Linked DNA regions of Columba livia: region 1 is linked to region 2. A link is a contact called in public Hi-C data. All regions are on one chromosome and are shown on one strand. Each heading gives the region's core, a stretch centred on a gene start, on an enhancer-like site or on the middle of the called end of the contact. The rest is flanking DNA. Distances are from core to core; before and after follow the strand shown.

What was found. Hi-C and Micro-C count contacts between places; a contact is called where the count stands out from the background.
Region 1: a Hi-C map of crop shows a contact between it and region 2, with 4 times the contacts expected there. The contact joins two enhancer-like sites. A contact is called at or near these places in 2 of 2 Hi-C or Micro-C datasets (crop and liver).

What each region holds. Positions count from the first base shown.
Region 1 is chr3:37,495,400-37,500,998 of bColLiv1.pat.W.v2, forward strand. All of the region lies in intron 2 of LOC135579006 (a long non-coding RNA gene), which reads right to left. Among named protein-coding and RNA genes, the nearest start is that of NT5E, 10 kb to the right of the region's middle. Within about 2 kb of position 2,207, at least 2 of the 3 cell types and tissues checked have an H3K27ac peak away from gene starts, as active enhancers do.
Region 2 is chr3:37,393,909-37,399,376 of bColLiv1.pat.W.v2, forward strand. No RefSeq gene overlaps it. Among named protein-coding and RNA genes, the nearest start is that of NT5E, 110 kb to the right of the region's middle. Within about 2 kb of position 1,798, at least 2 of the 3 cell types and tissues checked have an H3K27ac peak away from gene starts, as active enhancers do.

The DNA of each region.
Region 1 (5,599 bases), core at 957-3,456, 100 kb after region 2:
AAATATTAAAGCTTACCACACTTCTCTGCTAGGCACACACCTAATCTACCTGACTGCCTCTCCTCTCACATACAGCCCAAAAAGCTGGTCCTAGGTGAATGTTAGTAAGAATATACTATACTTTACCAGACACAGCATCTTGGCCTGGACTAACACTCTTATATGGACACCAAGGACATTGCTAAAGAAACACAGACCCTATTGTTAATCGTTTCTTTTAGCAAACTTCCTTCACAGCCTGAGCTAAGCACTGTATTAAATTGTGAAGAAATCACTAGAACTACTACGCTGCAAGTGACTTTCAAATCAAGTGCATCAGTAATACGGTATTTAGCGCTGTGCTGTAAAGAGTGGTAAACGGAGGTGTCATAAATATCTGACTTTATCATCTGTTGACTCATAATCCAGATGCCAATGGGATATAAATCATGTAAAGCACGTTTCCAGATTAGGAAAGTCTGACTGTTCACTATTGTTCTAGCAAACCGCATTATTTCTTTGTAGGATCAGGAGTGCCCTCTGATGGTTAGTATGTAGTATTGCCAAGTCAGAGTTGGCCGGAAAGTGGCACATCCTAAATTGTCTACAAAATACAAAATGTTCTCACTTCCTGCACTGCACGTTTACAGTCTTCCAATAACCAACCTTATTTTGTTGGAAATTTTTGCACATTTATCTTTCCATTTCAGTTCTGTATATTGATATTTAATGGTGCACACACACCCATATTTGGGATGCCACCAGAGAACTGCTTGCGCATATACCTAGTTTTAAAAGAAATAAATTAAAATAAATTTCAAACATATAGTAGAGGATTTCTGTAATAGGCTCTGAGAAAGGACTTGAAAGGCCCTGCCAAATTCGGACACTGGGAAATTCAGATATTCAGCAGAATGCCAGAAAACAGGATATAGCTGGAAAAAAACAGGCAAGCTCTCTGAAGAAGTGCTTATGTGCCCAAGAGCTTGTACATGTTTTTCCAACCATATAAGCTAGGCTAATAAAACATGTTAATTCCCTCCACAAACCTTGCCTCACATGCTTAGAATATCACGTCTACAACAGAACTGTGAGAAAACAGGAAATCGATATATTTTTTCCTCTCACCTGTCCTTCAGGTATTCAGCATTGTCAGGGCTATTTGTAACTCTACCATCTATAATATCAACTGTCCTTTCAAAACAGATTTGGTAGCTGGAAGAGAGCCACAGACTTAGAGCTTTCTGTGAAGACAACCTCTCTGCCCACTACATAATACTCATGTCTCTCAACTGAGGGAGCAGCAGGACCGGAGCTAACACCTTTGGTGAGACAAAATCCCTCCAAACTGGTACCAACTGCACATTTTATTATACATTGGGAAAATAAATGCAAATTTGCAATATCCAAACCCTTCTAATATTCATAAACTGCATTTTATGGTTAATACTAGTCTGACCACCTGAAGACCCTTAGTCAGGCAAAATACTAAGAATTGCACATTGTTTAATAAATTACAAATGCAAACAAGTTTCAGTGCAAAAATCAGTTCCTTAGACTTGCAATGGAGGATGGATGGCATCAAGAGATGTAGCTGGGGAGCAGAGCTGTGTGCATATTCCCTGCTTTTCCATCGTCACTAATGATGTGCAAAGGCAGCAGCCATTTTGTTCCCAGGTCTGTTGCACTCTGCTAGCAAAGAGGGACACACAAGCTCTGCTCTCTCACGGCTACTTTATCCTGTTGTTATTTTTGTAATCTAAACCAAATGTCATTTTTAGATTTTCTCTCTGATGACGAAAGCGGAAGATAACAGCTTTGGATGAAAAAAGACCAGCAGTAAGCCTTTTCTGTGCCAGCTTCTACTCTGATTTTACATCTGCTGCAGAACCCTAATTGTTTTGAAATACAGCGATACTTGGGAATGATGAGTGGAGTGTCCCTTTTCCACCTGCGATTACAGACTGGGATCTGCACGACGCTGACCCGGAGTATGAGGCATCTCCTCAGCAACACCCGTTTCGAGAGATCCCTGACCCTCCTGTGTGAGGCCCAGCAGCCTGGCGAGCACCCCGAGGAGCGGACATGCTGCCCGGAGCTCACCGGGACCCCTGCGGGCTCTCCCTCCCCAGCCCGCAGTCCTGCGGGAGAGGGCCTCCTCACAGCGGCTCCCTTGCAGACAGAGGTTCCTAAAGCTGGTTTTCCCCCTTTCTGAAGGAAAAACTACTCGATCCTCTTGTCCCTGAGGGTTCCTCCACCCCGGGGTGCCGACGGAGAGCTCCGGGGTGAGGCCGGGAGGAGGCTGGGGCCATGCGGGAGCCGAGGCGGACGAGGGGCTCCCGCCCCTGTCCGCCCCGGCTCCAGCTCTGCCGAGCGGCCTCTCCTGTCCCGGCACCAGCCCCGCAAGTGGGGAGCAGCAATTCCCCCGCAGGCGACGGGGAAACCTACTGCTGCTTCCTCTCCTCTGCTCACGTCCCCCAATTAACCAAGTGCCGCCTAATTAAGTTTCACGCTAAGTTGCCCCGCCTGTCATCCCGTTCCAAGTTTTCAGCCTCCTCCGCGGACGCCCGGTCACCCCGGACTGCAGAAAGGAGGCGGCTGCGGAAAGATGGAGCCACGAGAAGAGCCGGAGCCCCCTCTTATGGAGGCTGGGGGGAAAGCGCCCCGAGGGGCAGGCTCTCCCTCCGCCGCCGCCCGCCCGGGCGCCCTGCCGCCCTGCCGCCGTGCGCCGCGTCCCGCAGAGCCACCGTCTTTCCCAGCCGCACGGCGCTTCGCCTCGCCGGTGCCAGCTGGGGCATAGCGGCTCAGCCCCGGGGAGGGCGAGTCGGCTGCTCCCCGCAGCCATCCGCCCCGCAAGGGGCCCACGGCCGCGATCGCTGCGGGACGCGGCGCGGCGGGGAGGCAGCGGGCGGGACGCAGGTGTGCCGCAGGTGTGCCGCGGGTGGCGGGGCGAGCTGCGCCGGGGCGTTGCGCGGGTGCGGAGGCAGGGCCGGCACTTGCAAGGAGCCTTCGCAGCTTCCGACACCAAGTGTGCCTGGGAGCGCAAAGGCGCTGGAGCCGGGGTGCCCGTCGTCGCCTGGCGTGCTCCGTGCCCACAGAACCACCAGAAAAAGCGTGAAAACAGCCAGGGCGGGAACTGCCACTGAAACCACCGTTTTGAAGAAGCTGAGGCGCTGCGCCAAGCCTCGGGGCTTGTCTGTGTCCTTGGCACCCCCGAAGACTTGATCCAAGTTTGTTTGAGTCCAGATCCTGCCTCATGGCCCAAATGCTTCTCCATGTTTGTTTTGTACTCTCCTGTGTTCATCCCAAGCAGGGTTGTTGTCACCCAGAGGCCCACTGTCATCTGTGGGCCTGGTCGGTAATTTGTACCTACCCGCCCCTGGCGACTGGCGGCGTAACTGTGCAGGAAAGGTTTATAGCACGGAACTCTTTAAGTCCTGCTTTGAATCAGTCAAAAAGGCAACACCTTAGACATTTTTGTGAACCAATAACCTGAACAGAAAACAAATCAAGCCTACTGAAAAACTTAAAGGATGTTTTTATTTTGACCTTAACACTTTTCCACCCATTTCAGCATAAATCAGCTAAACTTTCAAATGAATGTGCACTTCTAAATTAAGACAAAAAAAAAAAAAAACAACCAAACAGGTTTCCATTTAAAATGTGAAACAGGTTATGCTGGGTACTCTTATCATCTTTTAAACACACTTTTCAGTCAATATTAATGGAAACTGATCCTTTTAGCATGACAGTTTGTTCCGAAAATCAGCATTGTCTAGTGAAAGTAGTAGTAATAGTGGGGGTGCTGATGATCAAGCTAATAGTAGCAGTAGTAGTAGCATTAGTAATACTGTGACCAGCACTATTTGGCATCACAAGTACCAAGAGATCCCAGTTCTCTTCTGAAATCCCAGTGTTTTGGTATCTACACTTATCGATGCACAGTACCTACTGTAACTGTTTAGCTATAGCAGTAGCATCTCAATGGGCAGAATAGGCACATAGCTGCTTAATAAAAACAGTTTCCTAAATGTGAGAGGGATGACAAAAGGGATGAGCTAAGGGGAAATACTTGTAATTTTCTAAGAGGAGACTGCTGGCAGTCATGCTAAACTGTAGGGAATAGCTCAGAAACAGCAGCTGGTTTATGAGTGTGCAAAATAATATGGCAAAGAGGCCTACTGGGTCCTTCCTGTGTGTATGGCCTGTGGGATCGGGAAGTGCTTATCAGAAAGAAAGAACCAGAGCTGAAGCCAGGGAAAGAGAGTTACAGAACTTTCGGGTTGTCCTATAGTGAAATCCTTATAGCTTGAAATTGTCCTGAGCTTGTATAGAATAAAATACTGCCTTTTGTTGCTGCATAGCACCGGAGGAGCAAAATTAATGCCATTTACATTTCTAGGGGACCTGGATATTGCCAGCCATGTAATATGACACCATTCCTGTGTGAACACATTGTTTAATTTTTTTAAACCAAAGTTTGATTGGACTTGCTCTTCATAGGTGAGACTTTGAAGATCCTACATCCCTTTCTCTGCCATAAATAAGGAGGCAGGAGTGCTGTATTGTACTTTTGTTTGTTTGTTATTCCACTGATGGAATCTTCTTTTGCTTTGCTGATAATTCCAATGAAACAGGAATCAAGTGCATTAAATATGAAAAATAAAGAATTAAACTCAATCCAGAAACAGAATTCCACAAACCAAAAGGTAGTGAAGTCTCTAGCCGCTGGGATGGATGGACTTTAATTTGTCAATAATTCACCAGTGCTATGGAGGAGAAGTATCAATAATAAAACGGTATGAATAATACCAGTCTTGTTGCTTTATGAACAAATCGACCTAGCCAGTCCAACACCTTGAATGAGGGGAGGCTGACATGTAAACCATGGTCTACACATCTTTACCCTTCAGGCATGCCGAGGTGATGGCAAGATCAAAGAGGCTTTTGAAATGCCAAGTTCTGAGAAAGGAAATTGGGAAATATAACTCCAGAGTTAGCTGGAGGGGGCAGGGATGAGGGTCATGTTAGAAGGTGTTAACCACTGTAGAGAGAAGAGAAACTCTTATCCCAGATGGTGCAGACATTTCATTGTTGAAATATAACTGCGACCAGCACATGTTATAAGGTAATGAAATCTGTCACAACTTGAACATCAAAAGTGGTCACAGGCTATAAAGGAACGGTGTTTGTGGGAACAGTAGGGACGAGAAGCGCCGGACACTAGAGGCTGTGTCTCTGAGATGCTGTAGTCAAGAGGATCAGAAAAGAGAGGAAGGAAGAGATTGTCTTGCTGACAGCTGCCTGAGGATAGGAGCGGAGGACAAGTAAGATATTGCTTCCTTTGTAATGAATCCAAGATGTAGCTCCCTGGCCTGATACTTGCTGAATAAACTGAGTTAGTTACTCAGACAAGTCCTTTCGATCCACTCCAGTTTTCCTATACATTCTTAGTACATTCTGTTTTAATTAGACCAGTTAGGTCCTTGATTGTTTGTAAATTTCATGCAGACTTTTCCTTAGTGCTTCTAAGGAAGAGGAGCTACAGAAAGATGCCTGGAGCTTATCATAGTTGGGATGTTTGGTCAAAGGGGCATGGACTATGGAGACCTCTCTCACA
Region 2 (5,468 bases), core at 548-3,047:
TATCGTTATTTCCCATAAACACTTACAGCTGCAGCTTCTCTGCCAAAAAAAAAAAAAAAAAAAGAAAAAAAGGGGGGGTTTCCAGTTGGATTGCTAAATTCATTATCTCACTGGGAAACATCGACGGAGGGGAGGGCAAGAGAACTTTTGCTTTCATATGAATAATGAAGTCAAATCCCAGGAGGAGTGAAAGACCTATCTCAAAGTAAAAGCTACCTGTGCTGCTCTGAATTTTTAGAGTGAGATACCTACCACAGGGTAAGCAAACACTCTTCCAGCAGTGAAGATGTAGTCTAAGAACAAAGTTGTTTCCAAGAATTTTTAAAGTGATACAGAGGCCTTTTCCTCTGAAATCTAAATAAAGGCTGTTGGGATGCTGATGAAGACCATAGATGATGTTACATCTTCAGGGTGGGACAGACTGACTTACACAGCAAAGGTTAAAAACTATCCTGAGGATACACACAGGCAACTATTCCTTTGTGGGGAAACTGGGCAGCAGGAACAAATGTGATTTAGGAAACATTCACGGCTGGAACTCACCTACATCACTTACAGGTTTTATACGTTGAGACAGGATACTGGCACATCACCAAAGCTACATTTTTGTGAATCTCAGTTTTTTAAATGCATCTCAAGCCAATCTCTCTGAAGTAGCCCTGTGAAATATGAATGATAACCAAGGTAGTTTTCATCTACAGGCGATGAAGCATTACCTGTTCATCATCAAAGGAGAGACAGAGACACATGGAGGGTGCAGTTCACCTCAGCCTAGATTCATGTGAGATGAATCCTGACCAGAAAGTCCCCATGGAAGAGTGCAATGTCGTGTGGGACACCCACCCCCACTCTGAGCAAGCATGCAGAGGGAACACAACAGTGGCCTGAAGCCCCAGCCAGGCTGGGAAGGTTTCTTGAACTGCTGGGCACAGCACCAGAATAAAGAGATCTACCACTTCCCTGGGTCTTCAGGGGCATAGCAACCATGAGATGGGTTTTCTGTTTTAAAGACAGATCACATATTCAGAGAATTGCTGTTCACCATCAAGTTCCTGGAACTGTAGAGGTTCACCCAAAACAAGTTACCAGTGGTTTCAAGCTTTCATCTCTACCTGTGGTAATCAGATATTTACTTTCTGCTTGTTCCCAGCTGAGAGCTGTAAGAATTCTGGGTAAACAACCCAGTCTCCTCATTAACCTTGTTGCAGGTGCTAGACACACAGCCCTTCTGATGAGCAGAGCAATTTCCAAAGGGAAAACACAAAAAGGCTCAATTTACCTTGGCTGTCTCGGCACCCATCCCACCCCACCCCTCCCCACCATCAGTCATCTGGATGAAGACACAATGTAGTTGTCTGGATAAAATCACTGGTTTGGAGGGTTGGCAGACTCTCTGAGGTCCTAAGCTGATCTACTGTAGGAGATCCAGTCACTCAGCTCCCACTGTCTTCCCAGGCTTTGAATTTGGGGGAGCATTTAGAAAGCAAATCTTTGGGAACTTCATTTCACTCTGGGAATGTGCTTTGCCTGGAAGCATGTGACTTCAGTCTCAACAGGGCTAGCAAGCTGCTCACAATGCGCATTTTCAAAGACATATGGGCCAAAAGTCAATGGGACTTTTCCCGAGTAGTAAGAGTGGGTTATCCAACATCAACACACAGCTATTTCTGCAAATGTGTGACAACATGCCACAAGCCTCCAGAGCAGTCTTCCCAAGAAATGCCACCAATGCAATTAGGCTTTCTGCCATGATACTCTGGGCAGCAAGGCAGCCTGGGATCAACTCAAGAGCTGAAGCAAAAGCTGGGGTTTGCCTGTGAGCAGCATTCTTCTCTAAATTAAAACCCTGATATTTTATACTATGGAAGTCAGTCTTGGAAAATGGGGGATTCGTCAAGGTAAGGAACAATTTAGTAGTTTAATTATGAGCCCTTTAATGTATTTTCATAATCAGTTAATAAATACCTTAACAATAAAATTGAATTTAAGCTTTTAATAGGCTGTGTTGGATTGAACCTAAACAAAAGAATTAGCAGCTCCAGGCATTGTGCAATAACTTCTCACTGCTTGGTGCCAGGAGAAACAAAGCATTTCAAGTACATTTTTTTGTACCTCACTATAATAAACGCTTGTAATATTCCCCAATTTCTGGAGTGTAAGATGCAGATCTTATTTATCACAGTATGTGACACATCTGGCACATGGATCAGGAAACAACTGTTTTACTTCATTTCTGTCATCACCTTCCAACAGATTTCTTTCACATTCCAATTTGGACGAGAGAACTTGGACTTTCTCTCCATAAGTTCTCCATTAACAGTTTCACAGCAACAAGCACGATTGGTTCGTTCTCCTTCCACAGCAATTAGTTACACCAAGCTGCATATTTTGACTTTTATTACAAGCGAACATGTAAAATTGCTGGTATTTACTCCTATCTGCTCCCAGCGCCTCTGTCACAGGCAGAGTAGATAGATGCTTGCTGACTGTCATTACCTCCGTTTAGTACCGCTTTCGAGTGGCGTCGCTGCCTGGATGCGCGTTGCCGGTTTCTGCCGCCTCCTGTCACTGTTATTAACATGTGTTTTATTTACAGTAGGGCTTTTGTTATGTCACAGAGCGTGTTTTGCAGCTGAAGAGAGCTCTCTGTCTTCTGCTTGAGTAGGGGCAAGCATATCAAACTCACTGAGATGAGAGCTTTGCAAGCTGCAGGAACGACTGCACTAATAAAGCTTGAAAAGCTTGAATTACACTGGAACCCACAAAAATTTTCAAATTAAAAAGCCATATTTAGAGGCCTCCTGTGGACTGTGATTTTATTTAGTTTAATCCCCTCTTGAGGCCAATTAGGTAGACACCCTTCTGCACATGCATACACCAGAACAACAACAACAAATATATATATATATGACTAGTTAAAAAGGGGGGTAGTATATCACTCATCCATTCAAAGACTGAAATTCTTTTCCCTTCTGTTGTCCTTGAAAATAACATGGCTGTCAGAAATCAATAAAAGTACATGCAAACAGTACTCATTTTATTTTTCTAGGCTGTGCTTTAACTTTCCCTTGTTTCTTTCTGCAACATCTAGTAAATTTTCACTGTTTCACCAAATGTATAATAAGTGCAAAACCTCCAGTGTTACTGGCAGGGAAGGGCCGGTGGCCTTGTTTCTTAGCCTGGGAAGTAAAGAGGTGCTGTGAAAATAAATTCTTCAGGCAATTGATTGAAATTTATCATCTCTGCATAAAATGCATGCATGGGGTAGGATAAGGATGCACTCCGCTTTCCCTAACCGAACCCCTGTTAAGTGCAATAGGCTTGTCCCAGCAGTGAGCCCAAAGAAAGTCTGACTCTATATGCACAGATTTAATTCACCCCTCCCTCCTTTTTTTTTCCTTTTGCATAAACTGTTGGCAAGGAGCCAGATTCCTCACTGCTGCTCTTTGCATCAGAAGTGCAAACTTTGTCTCCTTTGTACCAAGCAGCAGACACCACATGTCCCATATGAAAAAGGAGTTAATAAAATGCATGCTGAAAATATAAAAGAAGGTCAGAGGTGATGTTTTGGTAATAAGGACTTCTCCAAGTGGGGAAAACAAAAGATCAAAGTTATTGTAGCTGTCACATCTGTCTACAGCAATGGGCAAATAACAAATAAATATCCCCCCTAGCAACTCATGCTTTCACTACCAGAGTGGGTTAAGAGTCCAAAATAATAAGTTCTTAAAACTTTGCCAGATACCTAGTGAAAAAAACATCTTTCCTGAAGGTAACACATTTGTGCGGAAGTGTTCACGGGACAGGATCTTTCCTGCCCCAGTAAAACATCCACCACAGCATGCCCTGGACCCAGCAGCCTCGTGGCCTGGCTGGGGAGCTCAGGGCACAGGCAGTGCAGGAGTCCTGGCAAATTTTGGGGACAAACATGAGCTGTGGCTAAGAGCTGCAGGCTGCTGCCAAGGTAGAGGGAAAACAGCCCCTGATATGGAAAAGGAAAAGCTGATTTGTGAAATTCAGCAGCTCAAGTGAATTTTCAGGACAGGCATCTTTCTGATTTTCTAAAGAACTGCACGGGGTCTGTGCTTAGATACACCAACTTAAATCTTTGAGAACAACATAATGAAAACAAGGGCTAAGGAAATGTGCCTGAAATAAACGTAATTTTATGGCACTTAAAAACAGATTCGGGAAAAAAGTCTATTTTGTTTTACAGGGGCTTTTATCCTGAGCTCATTTCTATAGTGTTGGAGCAGCATTTAGCATCTCCAACATGTTTATTCTCTCATCTGCCACACAGGGGCGATGCATCTGCAACAACTGTCATGTTTGGGGAGGCTCCTGCTTCACTTTTTCAGAGAGATTGCACAGAGGCGTGGGGCACTTCAGCCAACATGCTTTGTTTGGCATTTATGTTTGAGAAGGTAAAGTTAAAAAAGTAAATAAAAAAAGGGAAATCTAAAAAAAAAAAAAAAAAGACAGACAAAAAAATCCTCAAAGCAGATCCAACCAGTTGATCAAGGATAAAACTACATAGGAAAATCCTTACTGAAGTTAGAGATCAGGAAAAAAAAGTCACTTAAGATGAAGGGAATAATATTCTACAAATGCTAAGGATGTTGTAGCTTTGCAGATACTCAAAAGTATGCAATGTGCATACACAAATAATGTATGGACCCATCTCTGGATCTGATTCAAAGTCTTGGAAAAGATGTCTTTTAGGCTCAAACTGAGATCTGGGCTAACCAAAGGAAGAAACCTTGTGCCAAAAAAAAAGACATTTTGGGAACTCAGCCGCTGCAGTGTACCCCAGTTTTATCCTGGTCTGACCGGAATCCAGCTTTGTAGAGTGCAAGAGGAAGGAAGAGAGGGTGGAAAAGACCCAACACCCCCCAATCAGGAGAGAAGACTGTGGACCAGATTGTCAAAGTCTTCTCTGTGTCCCTCACAGGGCCAGCATCTGCCTCCCATCAGATACCTTCATGTGGACAGACCCCAAGTTCAGTTGCTGGCCTGATGAAGGCAGCTGCTGCTGTAGTGATGTGAATCAACAACTGCTACTATACCTGGTCTGCATCAAACTAAATGGTTTCTTCAGAAACTTAAGAGAAATTACACTCGCCCTCTCTTTGTATGTATATATATACATATACATGAAGCACATGTAATATAGGTAGCATTATAACCTTCCTGCATTATTTCATGGCAACAATGCAATTTTAATTTATTCTAAAAGCATAGCAGATCTCTTACTGCCCGTTAGGGCTGCAGGAACACAAAGGCTGCAATTTACGGCCAAACACCGTGCTGGTGTGAAGGTCTGCCAGGGTGCCTGGAGCTCTGCATGGACATACAGCTCCCACCCCTCTTGTGCAAATGACAGGGCTGGAACACACAACTTCTTTGTCTGACTTTTTTTTAAAAATGCACTTGTGAGGGGTACCTAATGATGACAACAGAAGCAGTCT